Regions from separate parts of the Gossypium hirsutum genome. Here regions 2 and 3 are each linked to region 1. A link is a contact called in public Hi-C data. All regions are on one chromosome and are shown on one strand. The core of a region is the stretch at or near the end of the contact, and the rest is flanking DNA. Distances in the headings are between cores, read along the strand shown. Region 1 holds the start of LOC107907924. Region 2 holds the start of LOC107909936 (plant UBX domain-containing protein 7). Region 3 holds the start of LOC107909938 (protein indeterminate-domain 5, chloroplastic).

What was found. A called contact is a pair of places that touch in the nucleus more often than the background predicts.
Region 2: a contact with region 1 is called in a Hi-C map of leaf, with 2.5 times the contacts expected there. The contact joins the promoter of LOC107909936 here to the promoter of LOC107907924 in region 1. A contact is called at or near these places in 7 of 34 Hi-C or Micro-C datasets (callus, fibers, hypocotyl and 2 more).
Region 3: a contact with region 1 is called in a Hi-C map of leaf, with 3 times the contacts expected there. The contact joins the promoter of LOC107909938 here to the promoter of LOC107907924 in region 1. A contact is called at or near these places in 10 of 34 Hi-C or Micro-C datasets (callus, fibers, hypocotyl and 1 more).

What each region holds. Positions count from the first base shown.
Region 1 is chrD02:51,079,236-51,082,824 of Gossypium_hirsutum_v2.1, forward strand. It overlaps LOC107907924, which reads left to right and starts at 1,736. Exons shown (of 4, transcript XM_041089376.1): 1 at 1,736-2,202; 2 at 2,747-3,109. The coding sequence starts at 1,888.
Region 2 is chrD02:51,333,063-51,336,651 of Gossypium_hirsutum_v2.1, forward strand. It overlaps LOC107909936 (plant UBX domain-containing protein 7), which reads right to left and starts at 1,896. Exons shown (of 10, transcript XM_016837647.2): 1 at 1,755-1,896; 2 at 1,467-1,660; 3 at 1,059-1,186; 4 at 849-959; 5 at 309-582; 6 at 122-190. The coding sequence starts at 1,568.
Region 3 is chrD02:51,233,537-51,237,125 of Gossypium_hirsutum_v2.1, forward strand. LOC107909938 (protein indeterminate-domain 5, chloroplastic) reads right to left here and starts at 1,925. Exons shown (of 4, transcript XM_041088255.1): 1 at 1,483-1,925; 2 at 1,091-1,343; 3 at 327-723. The coding sequence starts at 1,247. It overlaps LOC107909937 (a long non-coding RNA gene), which reads left to right and starts at 2,855. Exons shown (of 8, transcript XR_005910260.1): 1 at 2,855-3,230; 2 at 3,324-3,371; 3 at 3,465-3,589.

The DNA of each region.
Region 1 (3,589 bases), core at 486-2,985:
GGCATCCTGATATTCGGGCTCGGTGTCCGGGCCGGTTATAGGATGTTACATTTTTCATACCGTGCCGGTTATAGGATGTTACATTTTTCATTTAAGTTTTTCTCCGTCTATTTGTTAAATACAATCCTTTTAGAAAATAAAGAATTGTTTAGAAGGTTCAGAAATAGATTAAAACTTTGACTTGCATTTTGTAATATATCTTACTTTAATAATTAATATTAACTTACACTTTACAAAGCAATAATGAATAAATGAATAATTTAGTGTTTTCACTGCATGAGTTACCATATAGTCATTAGCTCTTCTCCTCAATGCTCTCGGGTTGTGTGGATACCCTGAAGTCATTAAGTTTGTGATTTCTATATTTTCCACAATTAAGTTTATCCCGGAATAGAAAAATTTCCCATTATACCCCGCCCCATCCCTAATATAAATCGTCCTTCCATCCCCTACTCACCCATATCTCAGTCTCCTCTAAATTGTTTTTTTTCTTTTTCTTGCGTGTTGAAAGTTTTGGGTTTAAAGGTTTACTTCTCTCTCGCTTTGAGGAAGACATAGTCATATTTTTAAGTTGTGTTTGGGTTCATGGCGATGTCATAAAGCTCGGTAACCTGCATATTTCACTTATCGTGTGAGTATGGTGCCATCACCTGAGAAACCGGGATTGTTTTGCAGCTCGAGGTACAAGATGGAAGTGATTATACTGTCTTAAGTTGAAGTGTAACTAGGGCTTTAAGGTTACAAAGGTTATGTTGTCAAAGGATAGAGCATATCTGGGGCCCTAGTTGATAGTAGTTATGCGAGCACAACATCAGTTTCTCCCATTCAGAAGAGCATGCTTTATGAAACCTATATAAAAGTGCGAGGAAGAAAACATAGGGGCCTTTTAATATAATCAAGTAATTCATATTGTTCATCTCATATCACAGGTTATAATAATAGGGTCGCTGCCTTTGGTGGACATGGATAAAACGAAATACTTGATTATACTAAAAGGCCACTGTATTTTCTTCTTCGTACGTCTATTTGGGGTTTTATAAAGCATCCTCCTTTGACGAGGAAAAAGTGGTTGATGTGCCTGCATAACCACTGTCAATTAGAGCCCCAATATGCTCCATCCTTTGACAACATTACCTTTATAAACTTGAAACCCTAGTTACACTTCAACCCTAGACCGTATAATCACCATCAACTGAGACCTTAATTTGCAACGTGATCTAGCTTCTCGGGTGATGGCTTCATGGCACCACAGTAAATTCAAACGTTCCTTAAAACTATAACCATGTCTATCTCAAACACAGATAAAAATAAATATACAAACTTCTAATTTCTAATCGCAAGAAAAAAAAGAACAAAAAAACAATTTTTAGCTAAGTGAAAAAGCATCTTATAGGGCACGTTTTCACAACCACATTAGTGAAAACTCACCCTATAGGATGTGTTTTTATTCTCTCTCTTGAAAACGATTCCTACAGGGTAAGTTTTTTTCACTGCCACACCAGTGAAAACTGCTCTATATATAAGACGCGTTTTTTCCTCCCCGAAACAATATAAATCGACAAATTTTTTAAAATTCAACTTAATTTCTCAAATGATTTTTTTTAGCATATATATAGATAATTTTGCCCGAGTCTTTTTAATCTTACGGGTATCCTTAATAAAAAACAAAAAAATATTAACGAGTGCGTTTAGTCTTAATTAATATAAGCATAAAATAATCAAATCAGTCAAAACTGAGATTACATTAAGAAATAAAATTAATTTCAAGTGGGGGGTAGTGGTGCGGAGTGAGGGCCCACTTTGCCAAGTTTCATGTTTCTCTCTCTTCAATCTTAATCGAAAATCTGAATCAGGGAAAAGGAATGAAACCATTGTCGTTGTCGGTGGATGGCGTCCCGGCGACTGTTAGCAAGGTTTCACAGGCGACGGTACCCTCCTTCTACGGCGGTTTCAGCTTGCTGCCCTTTCGCTCCTCCTCGTTCTCTTCCTCTCCGTGACTGCTCTTCCGCCGGTATGTCTCCTCCCAAACCATCAACGCTCATCCGCCGAGCTGCTTGCCCTTTCACGCTCCTCACTCTTTCCCTTTTGATGCTTTACACTGCTACTGATTCCATCCGCTTCCTCCATCTTCCGTCCGCTTCCCTTTCCTCTTCCACTTTAGTTCGCATTTTCCCTTCCTATCTCAATAACTCTCCTTCTCCGGTTCGTTCTCTTTTCCTTTTATTTCTATTTTTATTACATGCATAATTTCGTTGTGAATTCAATTAGTTTTGGAATATTTTTACTTGGTTTATTAAACTATTTGTCATATTGGTTTAAATTAAGAATCCAACTGGCTTATCCAGTTTAGATATTCCCTGCATGATAGAACTAGTGCTTAGTAGAGACTAAGGATTCTATTTTATATTTTTTCGGAAAGCAAATTTTTTACAAGTGTTAACAAATTTGCTGAATTTATATGCTCGATGCTTTTAGATAATCGATTTTGGGGTAGTACTACGTAATTTGAATATGAATTCAGTGTTTAGTGCTCCGTATTTTTCCCTTGTGTTCTGCAGTAAAATTTACTCGAACAGCTTGAATAGACTAAGCTTTTTATCTAACAGATATTGCATGTGCTAAAGGAAGCGCCGAAGTGTCCTTATAGGATGACATGCTAACTATGTTTTGTTTTTAGTGTTTAGCTGCAAAAACAATCCCTGGAATATCCTCGAAAGCTTTTACATTTAAAGTTGTTTTCCTGCAGAATCCAATGCAACATCTTAAAGAAGTTTTGGGGAATGCTTCTATGGGGAATAATACTGTTATTTTAACGACATTAAATGATGCCTGGGCCAGTACCAATTCAGTTGTTGACCTTTTCCTTAAGAGTTTTATGCTTGGAGACGGCACACATTGGCTTTTGGACCATTTGGTGATTATTGCCCTGGATGAAAAGGCATATAATCGTTGTCAAGCAGTACATAAGCATTGCTTTTCACTTGTCACCGAGGATGTTGATTTTCAAGAGGAAGCATATTTTATGACCCCAAACTACTTGAAGATGATGTGGAGAAGGATTGATTTCCTGCGTTCTGTGCTTGAGTTGGGTTATGATTTTGTTTTCACGGTATTTTCCTTTTCTCTATTTGGGAAACTTAATATCATTAATTTGACCAAGCTTGTCCAATTTGAGATTGACTTGACTGTTTTTGTTTTAGAACTGATGATGCTTGATATCTAACTGAAAGATTCATTGTTATCATGGTGCATACTTTCTTTTTAAAACACTGTCAATGAATACGAGAAGCAAGATGCATTCTTTTATGAATGAAAATTTTTGAAAACAAATTCTTGCTTTTAGAATGTATTTTAGTAGTTTAAGCAGTATTGGAAGCTTTCATTGGTCAAACAATCAGAAGAAAACCTGTTGTTGCTGAAGGATGCACACCATATGAGCTTGTGAGCAGTGCTGCAGCTTTAATCATTGCAGGAAATGCATAATGAAAATCAATCAATAATATATTAAACTTTCTATATTTTCCTTTAGAGCTGCAAATGCAGGGATTTTTTGTCCAGGAGTACTCCTTTCTGCTAAAAGATTAGTCTT
Region 2 (3,589 bases), core at 646-3,145, 250 kb after region 1:
ATCTGTTAAGAAAATAAATGAAAGGTAAAAATCTAAATATAATATTGGGAGAAACTGAGAGTAGACAGAGATAGAAAAAAGGGGCAAACAAGGCAAGACCAATAGAAAGCATCATACTGACCTGCCAGAAAATAAAGTTGGTGCTAACAGTTTGAGAAACTGCCTCATTTCCCCAAGTATCTCGATTAAGCTTCAAACACATACAGCATCAGAAAATTGGATTTACATTATAAGCCACCTCATACGAAGGGAGCTAAGTAGAACTTCTTAATTTAAACTATAATTAAGCGGGAAGACTTAAACAATACCATATGTGAGCTGAACTCCTTGGTAGATTGCAAGTTGACAAGGAGCCACTTGTCCTCAACAGATGCAGCAGCTTTTGCCTTTTCAAATGGTCCCTGGAACATCAGATGAAAAGGAGGACGATATAAAGAGGCAAGATTATCCCGAGGAGCATCTACCGTGGAAGAAGCACCTTCATCTGATTCCCAAACCCCGGGCCGTTTCATTTCCTCATCAAAATTACGGAATGCAATTAACGAACTCGACTGTTGGGGAGGTAATCCTAATCTTGAAGCTCTGTACGAATATTAGAAAATAAAATATTACTGCATGAGGAGTTAATAGGAAAATGCAAAAGAATTTATCTCCAAATCATACAACACCTAAAAACAATATACATGACACAGAAAAAACAAAAGAATGACCAAAAAAGAAAAGCCAACATATACATTTGCAGCTTCATATAAAGAAAAGAAAATCAATATACAGCTGCAATAAGCAAGCTGTTAAAAATGGAAAAATAAAAAATAAAAAAAAATAAAAATCAGAGGGTGAAAAGATACCCATATAACGATGCATCATCATAAAGAGTCTCCCTTACTACAGGTAAAGGAGGGCGTACTTCCTCTCCACCAATGGGTCCAACATCACTGTTTCCAGACTCCTTCAACTCACTGTACAACATTAGAAGCCAATGACAACAACATCAGTAATAGTAAGAACACAAACAAGTAGGTGGTGATTTAGAGTGAACAATAGTGCAATTCTCTAACCCAGAGTTTTGATCAACCCAAGAATCTACGTTTTCCACTGCTGGAGACTCAGAAGCCGTTCCAACTACACCACCTTCATTACCGACATAAAACAGCTGAAGTGCTTCATCCAGCTTCCAGCTAGTTGCCTGTTTTCCACAAATATTTTTCAATTGAGTTCCATACGCATAAATAACAATACTCACCTCGGACCTTTTTTTAAAAAAAAAGGATTCTCAGTAACAGAACATTAATAACAGATTACCTGAGATTACAGATTGAATGACAAAGCCATTAAGAATTTAAGTTTAAAAAAAGAAACAAAATTTACAAGCTTCAACATTGTGAAAATCCTTGGATATAAGAAAAAAGGTTCGAACTTTATTATATAAATGCAAAAAAAAAAGAAAGAAAAAAATAAAAGGTTACTTGCAAAAACTGCATGGCGGTTTCTGCAGTTTGACCAACGGCGATCTCGAGAAAGGAGGAAACCATGCTCTGCTTATCACTCGCAGACAACATTCCCTCCATTTTCCCTCTTTTAACTCGTTCCTCAATTTCCCAATCAAATTCCCAAATCGAAATCCAACTCCAAAGCCCTAGATAGATGAATTCAGCTCAATCTGCGGTAGAAATAGAGAAAACACAGAGAAAGTGAGAGTCTCAGCGAATCTTTAGGGTTCGATTCAGGGGATTTATTAGTATTTATAAACTTACACTCCAAAACAGAAATCTATTGGAAGGAAAACCAATGAGCATTTCCTTTTAATGTTTTTAATTAATAATCTGTTTTTAGGTCGTGTTTTTTACTTAGGGTCGGGAAGGTATTCTATTGTGAATTACTAATTTGTCCTTTTCAGGTGAACTTTTTCAATCGAACTACATGTTATAAGTCCGATGACCCTGATGTTACGAGAAAATCCCGATAAAATATTAAAATTCAATACTTGAGATTGATTGGATCGATCTTATTTTCAAATTTATTTATATACTTTTTATAATAACGAAAATTTCCACAAAAGAGAAAAGGTATCAACAGCTTCCGTGGTCTCGTTTTGCTTCTTGTTCTATACTTCAATATCCATTTTTTACCATCACAATATCAACATTTTGGATAAGGCTTCGAATATTAGCAAAAGTTGATTCAATTTGCTAATTCTCCTTTATTCTTCCAACAAGGATATTCATTTAAGATTTCTCTATAATGAGTATCTTGCATCCCCTTATCTCACGGGATTAAAACTTTAGTCTTGCAATTTGTACGGTCTTAAGCAATTTTTTTGCTTTAAATGTACCTAAATCGGTCTAACTCTTGTAAAGTGAGAATTCTCAAATAGAAATTCTCTAAAGCACTAGAAATTAAACGGAAGCAACTCAAAGAAAGAGCTTGAAAGAACAAAAAATGTCACAAGAAAGCAAAAGTACACCAAGTATTTGAGTGAATGCTTCCATAGTATTTTATTACTCCAAAAAGAAGTGAGTACAAATGAGGGGGAAGGCCTTTATTTATAGTTAAGCTCTCCCAGGTCCAATGTTACAAATTAAAGTACATTAATGGTCGAGATTAAAAGCAATCTACAAATCAAATCTTCTAAGATTACAAATCTTCTTAGATTACTTCTCATATTTGTCATGCCATGTGAAAAGCCTTCAATATCTCTAAGCAACATGCCATGTGACCCCTTACAAACAAGATGAATCATCCAAGTGTGCCTTGTTTGCGAGCTCCCTTGCACAATTGACTTGTCGTCAAATGTAGTAGTAATTTTGGTCTATTTCCACACTTAAGGAGTTTGGTTTCTAGGTAATTTAGTATTTATTATAATGTGTTTAGTATTTAGTTTTTAGTATTAAAAGTTAATAAAAATAAATATTTTTAACATATTTTATGAGTGTTGTGTCCTATTAGGCCAACATAGGCGTTAGGTAGTTCTAAAGTGTTGAATTGACTGTGCATGATGATGAATCATAGGCTCACTTGACATAGGAGCAAGGGACGAGTGATGCACAAACTTCTCGAGCCGTTACTCGATGAAACAAACCATACAAGGCATTAATTACATGTCATGTCGTGCCATAGACCTTGTATGTCGCGACATAGGTCGACATGCTGCCCAAGTCTTTCATGGTTATTTTTGTCTGTGCAATGGACTTTATACGAAGACCTAGGACGTGTCGAAAACCTAATTTAGGCTACTAACACTCCTATAAATAAGATCTTTAGGGTTTGATGTAACTAAGTCATCTTAGACGCCTTCAAAAACTCTCATAGTTTAGGAGAAGGATTAAACTTAGCTTTCTTTCAGTTTTTCATAAACAACTTTTTTCTTTCCTCTTGGAATCGATTTTGATCCAAGAGTTCTTTTATAATATTGAAATATTTCAATTATTTGCTTTCACAAGTGACGTTATTCATTATTCTGATTGAGATATTTACTACTCCGTTCTTCAATCGGCGTCAAATTTAGGATTAGTCTAATATCTTTTGTCTTTTGATTCAATCGAGTTCTTTACATGTTTTATTTAATTGAAATTAAGATTATGAATAAAAT
Region 3 (3,589 bases), core at 675-3,174, 150 kb after region 1:
CCATAAACGTGAAAAGCTTTTAATGTAAATGACAAAAACATTTTCAGTACCCTAATGCTAGCTAGCTTAATCGATGTTGACTTTCAAAATGACTGGTAAAATAAAGCACACACATTCAAATCGATCCACGAGCTGCTCAGTAAGGGAGAGAAGAGAAGAGACCCACAGGCCAAAAACCTAATATCTTTGTATGTATTTTTTTTACGGTGGGCAAAAACCAAGGAGTTAGCAGCAAAGGGCAAAGGGGAAGATCAAACCAAGGCGGTAAACATACGTACAGAAAACTCACATGAGCTTCCTTCCTGACAACGTTAATGATTAATTACCTTGAGAAAAGAGTGCCACAATCACATCTGTACTCTCTAGTGCCGCAAGTCTTTGAATGAGCTTTCCAATCCGATTGCACGGCATACCTCTTGGAACACTTCTCACACTTCCATTTCTTCTCACCATGTTTTCTTGAGTAATGCTTTTTGATGCCAGTGAGGTCGCCAAGTGCCTTAGAAGGGTCATGGTGGACGCATGTGGGTTCTGGGCAAAGATAAACTTTCCTCTTCACTTCTTTTGTTGTCTTTTGTCTTAGCTTCCAAGGCAGATTGTGTCCTCTTCTGTGGAGCTGTAAATTTTGCTCCCTTTGGAACCCTTTGTTGCATACCTCACAAATGAACCTGTTTGTTGCCATTAGAGTCTTGGGAGATAGTGCTATCACTTCCGCATCTGGATCTGCTATTGAGAAATGACAAACAACAAATCATTAGAAAAATAGGGGATGAAAAACAATATATATATAAGGCTTAATCGAGGGAGTGAAAGAATAACCATCTGAGAACTGTCAAGATTAAATCATGATGAAAACTGACAAATTTTTAGATTAGGGTTCATTGAGAGGTAATATTCATTTTTTTAATAAAAAAAAGAAAGAAAGGAGTGAACAAGAACAAGAACATAAACCCTCTTTCTCTATTGACTTTACTCATTGGATACTTGAGCTAAAAAGCCTTAGGGAAAAGAAAACAAACAAACAAACCATAATATTTTTTTTCTGCTCAGCAAACAGACCATAATCAGATGTATGTAAAGAGATACTTGCATGATGTTCCAGGGTGATTTCTCTTTCTCTTCTGAGGTGCAGTGGTTGGAGCAGTTGACGAAGTGGGTGTAGCGGTGGATGATTGTACTTGCATCATCTGGTTTTGATTTTCTTCCCTGGTTCCAAAAAAAGGTGTGGACGATGAGGCGGCGGCCATCTACAAAGCTTATTAATTTTATTAGCTTGCTTGCTATCGTTTCTAGTTTCTTGTGGTTAGCCAAGCTGCTATTTCTTTCAGTTCTTCTTCTGGGTCCTTCAATACCAGCAAAACCAGAATTAAAAAATCACACAAAATTACCATAAACATAAAAGATTTCAGCTTTTTCTCCTATGGTTTAACCAAAGCAAAACTAAAATAAAGGGCTTCTTGCTCCCTTATAGGGGAGTTTTACCTCCCTTAACTTCTTTGAAAATCTTTTCAATCCACTAAGAAACAACAAGGCAAAAAAAAGAAAAACTTAAGAGTAAAAACCCAACAAAATACGAAGAAGAAAGTATATAAGGAGACAGAGAAAGAATCAAAAGCTATCCCATATGCATAAACAAATACATACATAAGGTCATCCCATATGAATAGTAAAAGTAGGATCTCTCTTTCTCGATACTCTGTGGTCTAGTTCGTAGTAGTAGTAGAATCTAAGTTTTCCTTCTTTTAACCTCCAAAATAATCATTTCAAGTAGAAAAAGAAATGAGAGTAAATTGAGGGGATCGATCGAAAAGGTGGGTTATTTGTGTCACTGTTGAAGCAGCTAAAATTTATGTCGTGATTCGTGATGCGGGGCGATACGTTGGGGGGCCACCGATCGAGCTGTAAGCCTTACCTTTTGAGCGCCCATCTCTCCTTCTCTTATTTCGTATCTTCTTACATAGCATCAAGACAAGCCTCCCTTTCGTCATTCCTTCCCTTCTCTTACATGTTCTCTCAATATCTTTTTTTTTTTTTAAAATTATTTTCACCCTTTTTTATGTTTATTTTGTGTACCCTTTTCAATAATTTTCTTTTCAATATTTTTTTTGGACGGTGAAAGGTGTATACTTTTTTATTGTGTCAATTTTGTTCTATTTTTAAATTTTCTATGTTTTCTTTTAAAAATTATTTTAAACTCATTCATGCAACATGAGTCTTAATATTAATGAAGATAATCATGTGGTATCCGAATAAATTTGTTACATGATATATTTCGTATTTTATCCAAAAGAGTATTATGTATTGCCTTGCTAATGAATTTCAAATAAATTTATGAGTTAGTTCTTGATATATATTAGTAAATATTATTTTTTTTATTTTATGAGCAGTTAAAAATTATCATATGTTATATTTATTTATTTTCTATTATACCTTAACTTTCTTTATTATCAGTTTACTTTTGATTAGTGTGACAAATATTTTTAATTAAATTTAATAAATAATAAATTAAGAAATTCAATTTAAATACAATTACAAATAAAATATATTTAAATAATTATAATTAAATAAAATAAGCACAAAATACTACAACAAATTAAGTTTTTAGCGACGTTTTTAGTAGTGTTTGAATCGAAAACGCCGCAAAGGTCAAACATTTAACGGCCACTGTATTGAAGAATGCCACAAATATATACCATTAGTGGCACTAACCGAAAAACGCCACAATAAGTCGTTATATGGTGGCGTTTGTTGAAATAGCGTCGCAAGTAGTACATATTTAGCTGCATTTTATGCTACGCGCCGCAAAGGTACACCAAATAGGAACAGTGTTACCGGCGTTTTCCCCATAAACACCACAAAAGGTAAAACAATAGCAGTGTTTTTGCATCAATGCCACAAAAGGTTAAAAACAATTGCGGCATTTTTATCATAAACGCCTCTAAAGGTAAAGCAATAGCGACGTTTTATCCATAAACGCCGCGAATACTTTTTAATTTTTATTGAAACGCCATTTTTATAGCTAAGCCCCCAACTCTTTTTCCCCAAATCATTTTCCCCAAATCCCTAACTTAATTTTTTCTTTTCCATCCATTTGCTGCTGGTTGTCTATCCAGTGATCCGTCTGCTACATCACCGTGGACTGTGCATTTGCCATCAATCTCTGTCTCCTTCGTTGATGTTGCTCCGTCCATTGCAAAAGGATTTTCGATCCAAACTTGCTTAAAAAGAAAGTACATTCTACTTTTCTGCATTTATTTATAGGAGAAAATTCTCCTCAGAAAATGTTTGGATTCTAGTTCTCATGGAATTCATTTTTTATGCAGCTAAATGATAAGAAGCTTGCAAAAGAGTTGTATAAGAAGTATAGCGCGGTAGCTGATACTTTTCTCTTCATTCTCTTCAGGTTTCTAATTCTATATTTCAGATTGGTCGGAATGCTTATCTGTCCTATTATATTTCAACAGATCCATAGGCGAAAAATACGTGCTTGGCAAATAATATGTGTTTTGTCACAATTTGTTGATGATGATATAGTTGGAGAAGTCACACAGTGCTTGCAAATAGCTCTCTATGTAAGTAACTGTTGCTT